Linked DNA regions of Sus scrofa: region 2 is linked to region 1. A link is a contact called in public Hi-C data. All regions are on one chromosome and are shown on one strand. Each heading gives the region's core, a stretch centred on a gene start, on an enhancer-like site or on the middle of the called end of the contact. The rest is flanking DNA. Distances are from core to core; before and after follow the strand shown.

Region 1 (5,309 bases), core at 2,103-4,602:
CATGTGGGGACACGGGGTGTGGGGGGTGCCCCAGAGCAGGGATGGGCGGTTGGGCCCACACAGGGAGCCCCACTGTACAGGGGGTGATGGCCACATGCCCTGGGGTATGCAGGCAGCCTGGAGTCCAGGCTGGCGGGGTGCGGTGCCTTCAGGAGGCCGTGTGATGTGTTTAGGCTGAGAAGCTGGGAGGGAGAGGGGATTGCATGGCAGAAGCAGGTGGGGGCAGGCAGACAGGGAGTCGGGGAGGAAAGGGTGCCTGAGGCACCAGGAACCGAGGCAGTCAGGCTAGCAGATGGCATCCTGGCTGGGCCCCATCAGGCTGGGAGATGCCCAATCTCTTCACTCAGCTCCTCTTAGCCTGCGGCAGACCCACCCCTGGGTGACCTCACCTTCTCACCCCCACCGAGTGCATTGTTGCCCTGGCTCCTTGAGGGGCAGGACTGGCTGCCTGCACCTCTGTTGTCCCCTGACTGTCCTGGCTCTGCTGGCTCTCCTGTGCCCCGCCCCACCCCAAGCACAGCTGTGTTTGACAAGAAGGTGGGGCAGGCAGGGTGCCCACCCCAGTTCAGTGGACACCGGCGCTGGTGGCTGGAACATGCACCACATGAGCGCCAAACAGAAGTGCAAACCACACTCCAGCCACAGAGGCTGCTGGAGAGACCTTCCCCAACTCTCACCGTTTCCCGGCTGCCCCGGGTCTCCCTCCTGCAGGGGAACATAGATTCCCACCGGCCCCTCACTCCTGATGTCCCAGAGTAGGAGACACACAGAGCGTGTTTCTGGGGGCGAAGACGGGGTGTCTTCTCAGCACAGACAAAGCAAAGGGCAGGACAGATTCTGATGCTGAACCCCCAGGAAGGGCTGCAGCCCAGCTACGATAAATCAAAGCCCTGTCCAGACCTTGGTGGAGAGTGGAAGGGCTCCTGGTATCCAGTCTGCTAGGTGGGGTCCTTGCCCATCACTGGAGACAATACTGAGCAGTGGCAAAGATGAACACCTCCCAGAGCTGGGGTCTGGGTGATGGAATCCCCTGGGGGTCCTGGCAGCAACCTGGGGGCGGGGGGCGGTGTTGGGGGATGCCGCACCCAGGACAGGGTGGCAATAGGGATGGCCTCATGGACTAAGACTGCAGACAGGGAGACGGTTAGGAGGGAAGGGAGTTACTGGAATTTCTCAGAAGAAAAGGCTTGGTTATTCTCTGCAGCCTTGTCAGACTTGGGAAAATACTAGACAAGCAGAAGCTGGTATGTAGACATGTGCTTGTGTGCTTGTGTACGCGCGCGCGCGCGCGCACACACACACACACACACACACACAACACACACGGCCTACAACAGGAAATAGCAAGAAAGAGCTTAACCCTGTGTAAATAACAGCTTATGTGTGCTTTGGGCCCAGCCCTGAAGAGCCCAGAGATTTTGGTGTTTGTTTAAAATAGACGTATTATATAAAAATAAAAAATACAAATAAAACGGAGTTTTCTGATGGCCTAGTGGTTAAGGACTTGGCATTGTCACTGCTGGGATATGGGCTTGATCTCTGGCCCGGGGAACTTTTGCATGCTGTGGGCTCAGCCAAAAATAAATAAACAAATAAATAAAATAGATGTTATGCCTTTTTTTTTTTTTATTTTGTCTTTTTGCCATTTCTTGGGCCTCTCCCGCGGCATATGGAGGTTCCCAGGCTAGGGGTCTAATCGGAGCTGTAGCCGCCAGCCTAAGCCAGAGCCACAGCAACGCAGGATCCACGCCGCGTCTGCAACCCACACCACAGCTCATGGCAACTCCAGATCCCTAACCCACTGAGCAAGGCCAGGGATCAAACCCACAACCTCATGGTTCCTAGTCAGATTCGTTAACCACTGCACCATGACAGGAACTCCTAGATATTATGCTTTTAAAACATGGGCATTATTTAACGTGGGGAGATGGAGAGGTGCCTCTCACAGTGAGAGGAGATCCAGAGCTGCTGGTGATGCTGCTGCAGCCAGGACAGCAGTAAGGCTAACAGCTGCCCCCTGCCCAGTACCTTCTGCCTGCTAGATGACTGTCCTACACTGGCCATTACTATTACCACCTTATGGTGAGGGGACTGGGGCCTGGTAACTTCAGTGATGAGAGCACAGTCACAGGCACATTAGTGGCAGGTGGCACAAACACACAGGCTCTCCCCTTTAGGTCCAGTCCCCCCCTGCCTGGCCCATGGGAGCCGCTCCCAGACCTGGACCCACCCCAGGGGAGGAGAGCCAGCCGGCACCAGGTCAGAGGTCAAGGTTTGACTAATCCAGCATGACAAATATTGACTCCTTATCACACCAGCTGGTGCTGCCTGAGACCATCACTGCCTGGTCAGGGGATACATGGTCTGGGGAGAGAACGCCTGCTTCTCGTGCCCCCTGTGCATCACACACATCCTGAGCGCTTGCTGAGCGAGCTTCTGTACAGGCTGAGCACCCTGGGCTCCGGCCAGAAGCCCTTGAGCACCTGGTGTGCAGCGTCTCAGCATTGGCACAAGGGATTTGGGGGGACTGTCCACCACCCATTTCTGCCTTTTGCCCTTGGGATCTGGTGGGATGTGTCACCTGACACCTCTGGATAGAGCTTTGACCCTCCCATCCTCCCCACCCCGCTTACCACTTGCTGGTGAGACCCTCTCTGACCCTGGGTCCTGGGCTTCAGGTGGCAGGGGGGACCATGGACCTGGGGGAGCAGCCAGATACCTGGGTACCACCCAGAGCATCCTGTGTCCCTGAGCATCAAATGGCACAGCCCATTGGCGGTGGACTTGGCAGGTGCACTTAGTCCAGTTTGTGCACAGCTCCCCCTTCCCAGTCCCCCACACCCCGGGCCACAGAGCCGCACCCCACCCTCATCCGCTGCCCCCACCGCTCTGGGTCTCACTCACCCCTGGCCGTTTCCAAACGAAAGGGATCTGGGGCCTCTCGCTGTAGAAGAGAGACGAGCTATCAGCTGGGAAGTCTGTGTCCTCAAACAGGACGCCCTTCTGCAGGCACGCCCGCCTCAGCTCCTCGAAGCTCTGGCCAGAGGAGTGGGTGATGCGGGCATCCTTGGGGGTGGGGGGCTCCTGAGGCCCGGGGGCCCGGTAGAGGTGAGGCATGGCCAGCAGAGGGTGGGAGGAAGAGTGTGGGTGCTGGTCAAAAAGAGCCAGCGCAGGGCAATGGGCTGAGTGGCCCTTGGCCTCCACCTGCTTTCCTGGGAACCTCCCTGATAGACAGAAATGGGGCACGCCCTAATGGCAAATGGTAAGAGGGCCTCTGCCCTCCTGGGGGCACCTGTGGGCGTGGATGGAGCTCCAAGCCTGGGCCAGTTCTGGGCGGAGGCAGCACCTTGGCTTAATGCACGGGGAGACCCCGTGAGACAGGGTGGCTTTATGGGCAAGAGAGTGAGATGCCAGATTGGTCCACGAGGTGGCAGGCAGCGCTGGCTGTGCTGTGGGGAGAGGGTGACCTTGAGTCACCTCTTAAGCCAGAGACTTGTGGAGTTCTGTAGTCTGAAGGGAGCTGAGTGAATGGCAGTAGTACATGTTGCCTGGACAGCTTTCTCACAGCCTCTCTGATTTAGGTCAGGGTTGGCAAATTCTTTCTGTCAAGAACCAGAAAGTCAATCTTCCCAGCTTGGGGGGCCCTGCAGTCCGTGTTGCAACTATTTAGCTACGGCTTGTAGAATGAAGGCAGCCACTATGCTTCGGGAAGGAAAAAGTGTGGCTGTGTGCCAGTCAGATGCTACTTGTGAAAACAGATGGGGAGCTCCCTGGTAGCCTAGCAGTTAAGGATCTGGTGTGGTCACTGCTAGGGAAAGTGTTTGATCCCTGGCCTGGGAACTTCTGCATGCTGCAGGTGTGGAAAAACAAAAACAAAAACAAAATTTCTATGGCTGTGCCTGGACTTCTAGGGATGAAATAGTTCTTCGGGCTTTCTGAGATGCTCTTTCCAGGTTATAATCCTCAAATTTGGCTCCAATCAAATTTTCCATTTCTTTCTTAGATCAACTAATTTTTTTGTTGACACTAAGCAGCTGCTCTGTCAGTATTTTGGGAGGATCCAAGTGAAAAGAAAACCCAAAATATAACATCTAGCCTCAGGGAATCCTTTGATAAAAAGGAAGTACAAAAGTTGAACTTGGAACAAAAATTAAAAGCCAAATATTTGGAGTTTCCGTCGTGGTGCAGTGGAAACAAATCCAACTAGGAACCATGTGGTTGCAGGTTCAATCCCTGGCCACGCTCAGTGGGTTAAGGATCTGGCATTACCGTGAGCTGCAGTGTAGCTCGCAGATATGGATCGGGTCCTGCGTTGTTGTGGCTGTGGTGTAGGCTGGCAGCTGTAGCTCCAATTTGACCCCTAGCCTGGGAGCCCCCATATGCTCTAAAAAGCAAAAAAAAAAAAAAAAAAAAAAGCCAATTCTCCCTCCTACTCCCGTCTGTCCCCAACTCCCTGACCCTCCAGGAGACCTTCTGCATCTCTGGGCCTCTAGTTTAAACCTCCCCCCGACCCCCATCTCAAAATCTTCAGCCAGTTCCCTTAGAGCCTAAGAGGCCAGCTTCCAGCTGCCAGTTTTAACCCCCTTCTCTCTAGAAAACTTACAGAGGGCATCAGCCCTGACCTCCGGCTCCGAGCAGGAGGGAATGAATTTAGCAGAGTAGCCTAGAAGGGCAGGGAGGTGCCTCCTGCTGTCCCTCTGACTGTCTCCTCTCCAGAGCTCTGTAATCAGACCCTGCCAGCCTCAGACACTCCTGTCCAGTGTTCTTCACCCCAGAGAATTCATGTTCATGGGATAGCAGCTGACCTTGAAATTATAAAACGCTCTTACCTTCACAAGAGAGGAGGAATTGGAAAGATTAGCAGCTGTTCTTAACCCCATGCACAGAGCCAATGACTGGCTCTCGAGGGGCATTCTTCCTGCCCACAACCATCCTGTACTGAGCATCCTGGAGAGCTAAGCCCTCCAGGAATTTGATGGCCACACCCTCTCCCAGGCCCACCTGCCAGTGACCAGGAGGGGGCTCTACTGGAAGCTAATCAGGTTAGTAGGAGCAAATTCAGAGGCATTTCTCCCCCGGGGAAGTTAATGGTCAAAGATTGAAATTTTGCACTCAGAAAGGAAAGACAAAGACAAATACCATATGATATCACTTATAACTGGAATCTAATATCCAGCACAAATGAACATCTCCAAAGAAAAGAAAATCATGGACTTGGAAAACAGACTTGTGGCTGCCTGATGGGAGAGGGAGGGAGTGGGAGGGATCGGGAGCTTGGGGTTATCAGACACAATTTAGAATAGATTTAC
Region 2 (5,309 bases), core at 1,279-3,778, 80 kb after region 1:
AAAACATGTTGAATGAAACACAGATGTAGGACTATAACCTGAGAGCAAGCTCTCCACCCATCATCTCTGCCAGCAAACTAAAACTCATTTAAAAAAATGTCTCTTCGAAGGAAGCACAAATTGCAAATCACCTCTCTCTCCAGGTCCCACCTAGAAAATCAACACCACTTAACACAGAACAGCTGTTGTGTGTGTGCTCTTCACCTACGTGTGAAGTCACATGTATCAGCACTACAGACTGCAGAGCAGTCAGCCATGAGAGGCCATGAAAGAGGCCAGGAGCCATGAAAGAATATGGAACGGCTGCCATTCCAGCCATCTCCCCAGTTTCCTACTTTAGAACTTACATCTTGAGGTTTCTACCTTCCAATGCTGCTTTGACTAAAGGCATTCTGTCAGCTCAGAGCAATAAACACGGTGCGCCTAGTGAGTCAGAAGGAATGCTGGTGCTGAGCCTGAAGGAAGCCTTGAAGAAGGCCAAAGGTTGACAAGCTCTCTGTTTTCTGAGATTCCAGAAATCAGAAGTCAGAACAAGGCCCCTGATCTCTGCCTGTGCCTTTTCTTCTTCCAAGGCGCTGCTCCTCAGCATATCGTTCCCCAGCATGTTCCCTTTTTCTACCCTGGCTTCAGGACAGCGCTCAGCCAGGGGGCGGAACAAAGGTTCCTGGAACACACAGTTCACTCTGTACTCCCTTTCAAGCTACACCCTTCATTAGAGGGATTTAGCAGAAACTTCACTGTATAAGAACAAAAGTGTTATTCCTGGGTCCAGACAGACCTGCATACTAAAAAAGATACGGCCACACTGGAGAGGATACAGGTGTAATTACTTTAAAACCAGAAATGAGATCTGAAGGCAAGTATCGAAAAGAGATAGGCTAACTAACCTAGAAAAAGTGAAATCAGATCATAACTTGAAGTCATCAAGAAAGAACAGTAAGAGATTTAACCTCACTTGCCTAAAAGTTTAGGTGTCTACTGAGCCAAAACTTTTAACATTTTAACACTGAAATCAAAACCACCAAGTGGTATCAAAAATCCCCATCCTGAGTTTGGGATTAGCAGATGCAAACTATTACATTTAGAATGGATAGGGAGTTCCCGTCGTGGTGCAGTGGTGAACGAATCCGACTAGGAACCATGAGGTTGCGGGTTCGGTCCCTGCCCTTGCTCAGTGGGTTAACCGTCCGGCGTTGCCGTGAGCTGTGGTGTAGGTTGCAGACTCGGCTCGGATCCCGCGTTGCTGTGGCTCTGGCGTAGGCTGGTGGCTACAGCTCCGATTCAACCCCTAGCCTGGGAACCTCCATATGCCGCGGGAGCGGCCCAAGAAATAGCAACAACAACAACAACAAAAAGACAAAAGACAAAAAAAAAAAAAAAAAAAAAAAAAAAAGAATGGATAAGCAATGAGGTCCTGCTGTTATAGCACAGGGAACGATAACCACTCACTTGTGATGAAACATGATGGAAGACAATATGAGAAAAAGAATGGACATATATGTATGACTTGGTCACTTTGCAATTGATAGAACACTGTAAATCAAGTATAACTTCAAAAATTTTTAAAAATCCCCATCCTTAGAAATTCAAAATAAATATATATTTTTTGTAATGGTTTAAGAACTGACCCAGAGAGATACGCCAAACAGGTATACAAAGTCCTTCCTGGCTCTGACTGAAATCCTGGTCATTTTCAAGGCGGTGCTTTCTGACCCTTTATTATCTGCAAAATGTTTTCCGTTTATATTTCTATTCTATCTACGTAAGTTTATATCCTACAATTACCTGCAGACCAATTTCAAGTAGGGCAACTTCAGGAAAAGGGAATGGTTTGCTTCGTTGTAATGCAACAAAATCAGTAAGAATATCCTAATCTTATAAATATCTCAGAAGCTTTAGGTCAATGTTATGAAAAGCATTTCCGTCAAGTGTCTTTTTTCCCCACCTGATCTCTGGGTGGGGACGTGGATTCTCAGACTTGGTCAGTACTTACAGTACATACTTCTAAGTGCAAGGATCTGGCCAACAAGCTTGTCTGGCCAAGGACCTGGCAACCAGACCGCTCTGCATGGCAACGGGGTCGGGTAATAACAGGGTCTTTCACACTGAGCTCAAAACCACTTGCCCAGAACTTCCAGGCCTTTCCACACACTACGCGCGACTTCGCAGACGCGCTTTCTCCAGTCTGCACCTGCCACACCTGAGGCCGAGAGACTCACTGCAAGCGCAGCGAGGTCCCGCCGAGGGCCGGTCTCGCGCGGGCGCGGCCCTAGACAGGGCGGGAGCAGGCGGGAAGGGGCGCGAGGCCGGGCGCGCACCTTCATGAACTCGTCCTTGTCGAAGCAGAGTGTGTCCGGCCCCTTGGGCAGGTTCATCCTACTCTTCTCCATCCCGCCGGTCGCCGCCTCTCAGCGCTGACACCCCAGCAAGGAGAAGCAGCCGGCTGCGTGCACGGACTCGGCGGCCGCAGCCACGACCCGTTTCCACGGCACAGAGGGCACCTCTTCCGCCAACATGGCAGCGCCCGCCCCGCAGCCAATCAGCGAAGTGCACCGGGGGGCCGGCCTCCGTCCGCCGCCCCTAAGAGGGGCGCTGGGACAGCCGCCGCAGCCGCGCTGCGGATCGTGCTGCCCTCCTACGGGAGGAGGGCGTCTCTGCAGCTCACGCTGGCTCTGGCCACTTTAGGGCTCCCAGGGGGGCGGGATTGAGTGTGGAGAGAGCAGCAGTGTGGGTGGGGGGGGGGCTCCCTCCCAGCCACCCTTTCTGCTAGGAAAAATCTGTCTGCAATGTTCTTCCTGCGTCTTCTCCCTATCTTGCTTCGCGGAGAGAGCATGTCAGCCTCTGGGTTCTCAGGCCGGTGGTCCAGGCTTGGGCTCAGTGCCAGGTGGGCAATCCAAGAGCAACTTGGGGTCTTCAAGGCTCTTAAAGGAGCTCCTCATAACCTGCCTAGTCACTAAACAAATACATCTGCACACATGGTTATTTTTCATCTAAACCAGGAGTGGGCAGATGTCAGAATCTGTGGCCAGTGTTGGTGCGATCAAACCGGGAACTGAGGTTTGGCACTTGCCATCAGCCTCTACATGGATTAAATTGTGAGCCACTGCAGCTGCCCACCCGCAGCACCCCTGGGTGGAGTTCAGGGTGGAGACCAGAAGTGAAGTACTCTGTGCTCTTAGGAAACTGGAAGAACAGGTCTTAAGATAGTCAGATATTTTTAGGAGAAGATATTATGCACCCAATTCTTGCATCTCCTATCTAGAAAAACACTAAAATCCTTCATGGTGATGTTTGCTCCTCTTGACTAGTAGTAACCTTAAGGACGCCAGCAGCAAACTTCTGTAAAATGTGTGCGTGGTTGCATGCACCTCCCCCTCACCTTTATCAGATACCCCGATACTATTTTCCCTGCCTCTTTGGAGCAGTATTTCGGAGCTCTCTGAAATGGATGTCACGGCCATCTGCAAATGAAGCCACCTCCAAGCATGGACCACAGAGGGAGTCCTGAGGGAACCCAGGCTATGAGAACCTAGGCTACTTGCCCTGATAGCTGAGGTGCATATCCAAGGAATGATTTCAGCGAGCCCAGACCTCTTTTGTTCCAACTACTTGTCCTTTATTGCAAAAAAACCTCTTGTATATCCCGACTCCTCTCTCATCTCCTCAGAGCAGTTTCTCAGGGCCACCTGAGATGCTGTCTCCTAGGCTTCATTTTGCCCCAAATAAAACTTAACTCTCAGGAGTTCCTGTTGTGGCTCAGCGGCAATGACCCTGACTAGTATCCATGAGGACAAAGCTTCAATCCCTGGCCCCTCTCAGTGGGTTAAAGATCCAGTGTTGCTGTGGCTGTGGCCAAGGCCAGCAGCTATAGCTGTGATTCGATCCCTAGCCTGGGAACTTCCATATGCTGCACCTGCAGCCCTAAAAAGAAAAAAATAAACTTAACTCTCAACTTTCAGGTTGTGCATTTGTTTAAGTCAACAAACCCACCCCAACATCTCAGACTTTCTTCCTCCACCTGCCCCCATACATCCCAATTTTATTTTGACATTCTCTTCCTTACTCTTTCTCCCATTGGCCCTCCCTCTAACTGTGAAAACCATGGTCAATGATGATGATTCATTTCAGTTTTTTTCTTCTTAAGACTCAAACCACAAACTTCACCCGAGTTGCTTTATACGCTGGGTATAAAGCCTGGGTATAAGCCTGCCTCTTCAGGCTGTGTTCTCTCTGGAGATAACCTTCACCCTGCCAGTCCTTGAAAGGGTGGGACAGAGGGAGGCACCACCATACGATGAAACTCTTGTATTCAAATTACTCCAAACAAGGAGTTCCCATTGTGGCTCAGTGGTTAACGAACCCAACTTGGATCCATAAGGATGCAGGTTCAATCCCTGGCCTCGCTCTGTGGGTCAAGGGTCCGGCATTGCCATGACCTGTGGTGTAGGTCACAGATGGCTCAGATCCTGTGTTGCTGTGGCTGTGGTGTAGGCTGGCAGCTACAGCTCTGATTCAACCCCTAGCCTGGGAACCTCCATATGCTGCACCTGAGGCCCTAAAAAACAAAACAAAACAAAACAAAACACAAAATTACTCCAACCAAGACACTGGTCATATTTGTTACATGTGGGTATAGTAGAATCCCAAATGATATATTCCTTTGCCTTGGGCCTGTAAGCCTTGTCGAAGGGAATGTTCCTTGCTAAAGTCTAGAGAAGTTGGTGGATAGGGTGAGAGCTGGAATCTAGCCGGAAAAATCAAGACAAGTTGCCAAGAGAAGCAGTTAGGAAAAGTACATTCTGTGATTTTTTTTTAAGTATGGAGAATGAAAGCCTCAGTATTGGTTTTGGGTTTGTTTACTCTTATGATGAAAAATTTCAAACACATACTAAAGTCTGGAGAGCAGAAATTACTCCACCCCTTCCACGAACCCATCACCTTGCTTCAGCTATCATCTGTTTCATCTTTGCTCTCTTACCACTGCACCACTACCCGCTTTTTAAATCTGGAATATACTTTAAGACAAATTCCAAACACCACACCATTTCCTGCTCCCCATAGACTTTGGTTTACAGGTCACAGAAAAAGAGAGAGAGAAAAAAAAAGACAATTCCTTACACACCTGCAAAAGTATCATCACACCTATAAAATGACCAGTTCTAATAACCAATCTGTATTGGCTCTGAGAGGTGACATTTATCCCAAGGCCACATGGTGACAGTGACAAGGGCAAATCCAGGCAGGGCACTGTAAAGCCAACACTCTTTTTTTTTTTTTTTTTGATCTTTTTGTCTTTTAGGACTGTACTG

What was found. Hi-C and Micro-C count contacts between places; a contact is called where the count stands out from the background.
Region 2: a contact with region 1 is called in a Hi-C map of skeletal muscle, with 4 times the contacts expected there. The contact joins the promoter of COG2 here to the promoter of CAPN9 in region 1. A contact is called at or near these places in 1 of 5 promoter capture datasets (liver), 15 of 47 Hi-C or Micro-C datasets (alveolar macrophages, brain, fetal heart ventricle and 9 more) and 1 of 2 datasets of contacts at active chromatin or transcription factors (skeletal muscle).

What each region holds. Positions count from the first base shown.
Region 1 is chr14:59,620,201-59,625,509 of Sscrofa11.1, forward strand. CAPN9 (calpain-9) reads right to left here and starts at 3,353. Exons shown (of 19, transcript XM_021073119.1): 1 at 2,905-3,353. The coding sequence starts at 3,117.
Region 2 is chr14:59,701,478-59,706,786 of Sscrofa11.1, forward strand. COG2 (conserved oligomeric Golgi complex subunit 2) reads right to left here and starts at 2,529. Exons shown (of 19, transcript XM_021073991.1): 1 at 2,319-2,529. The coding sequence starts at 2,390.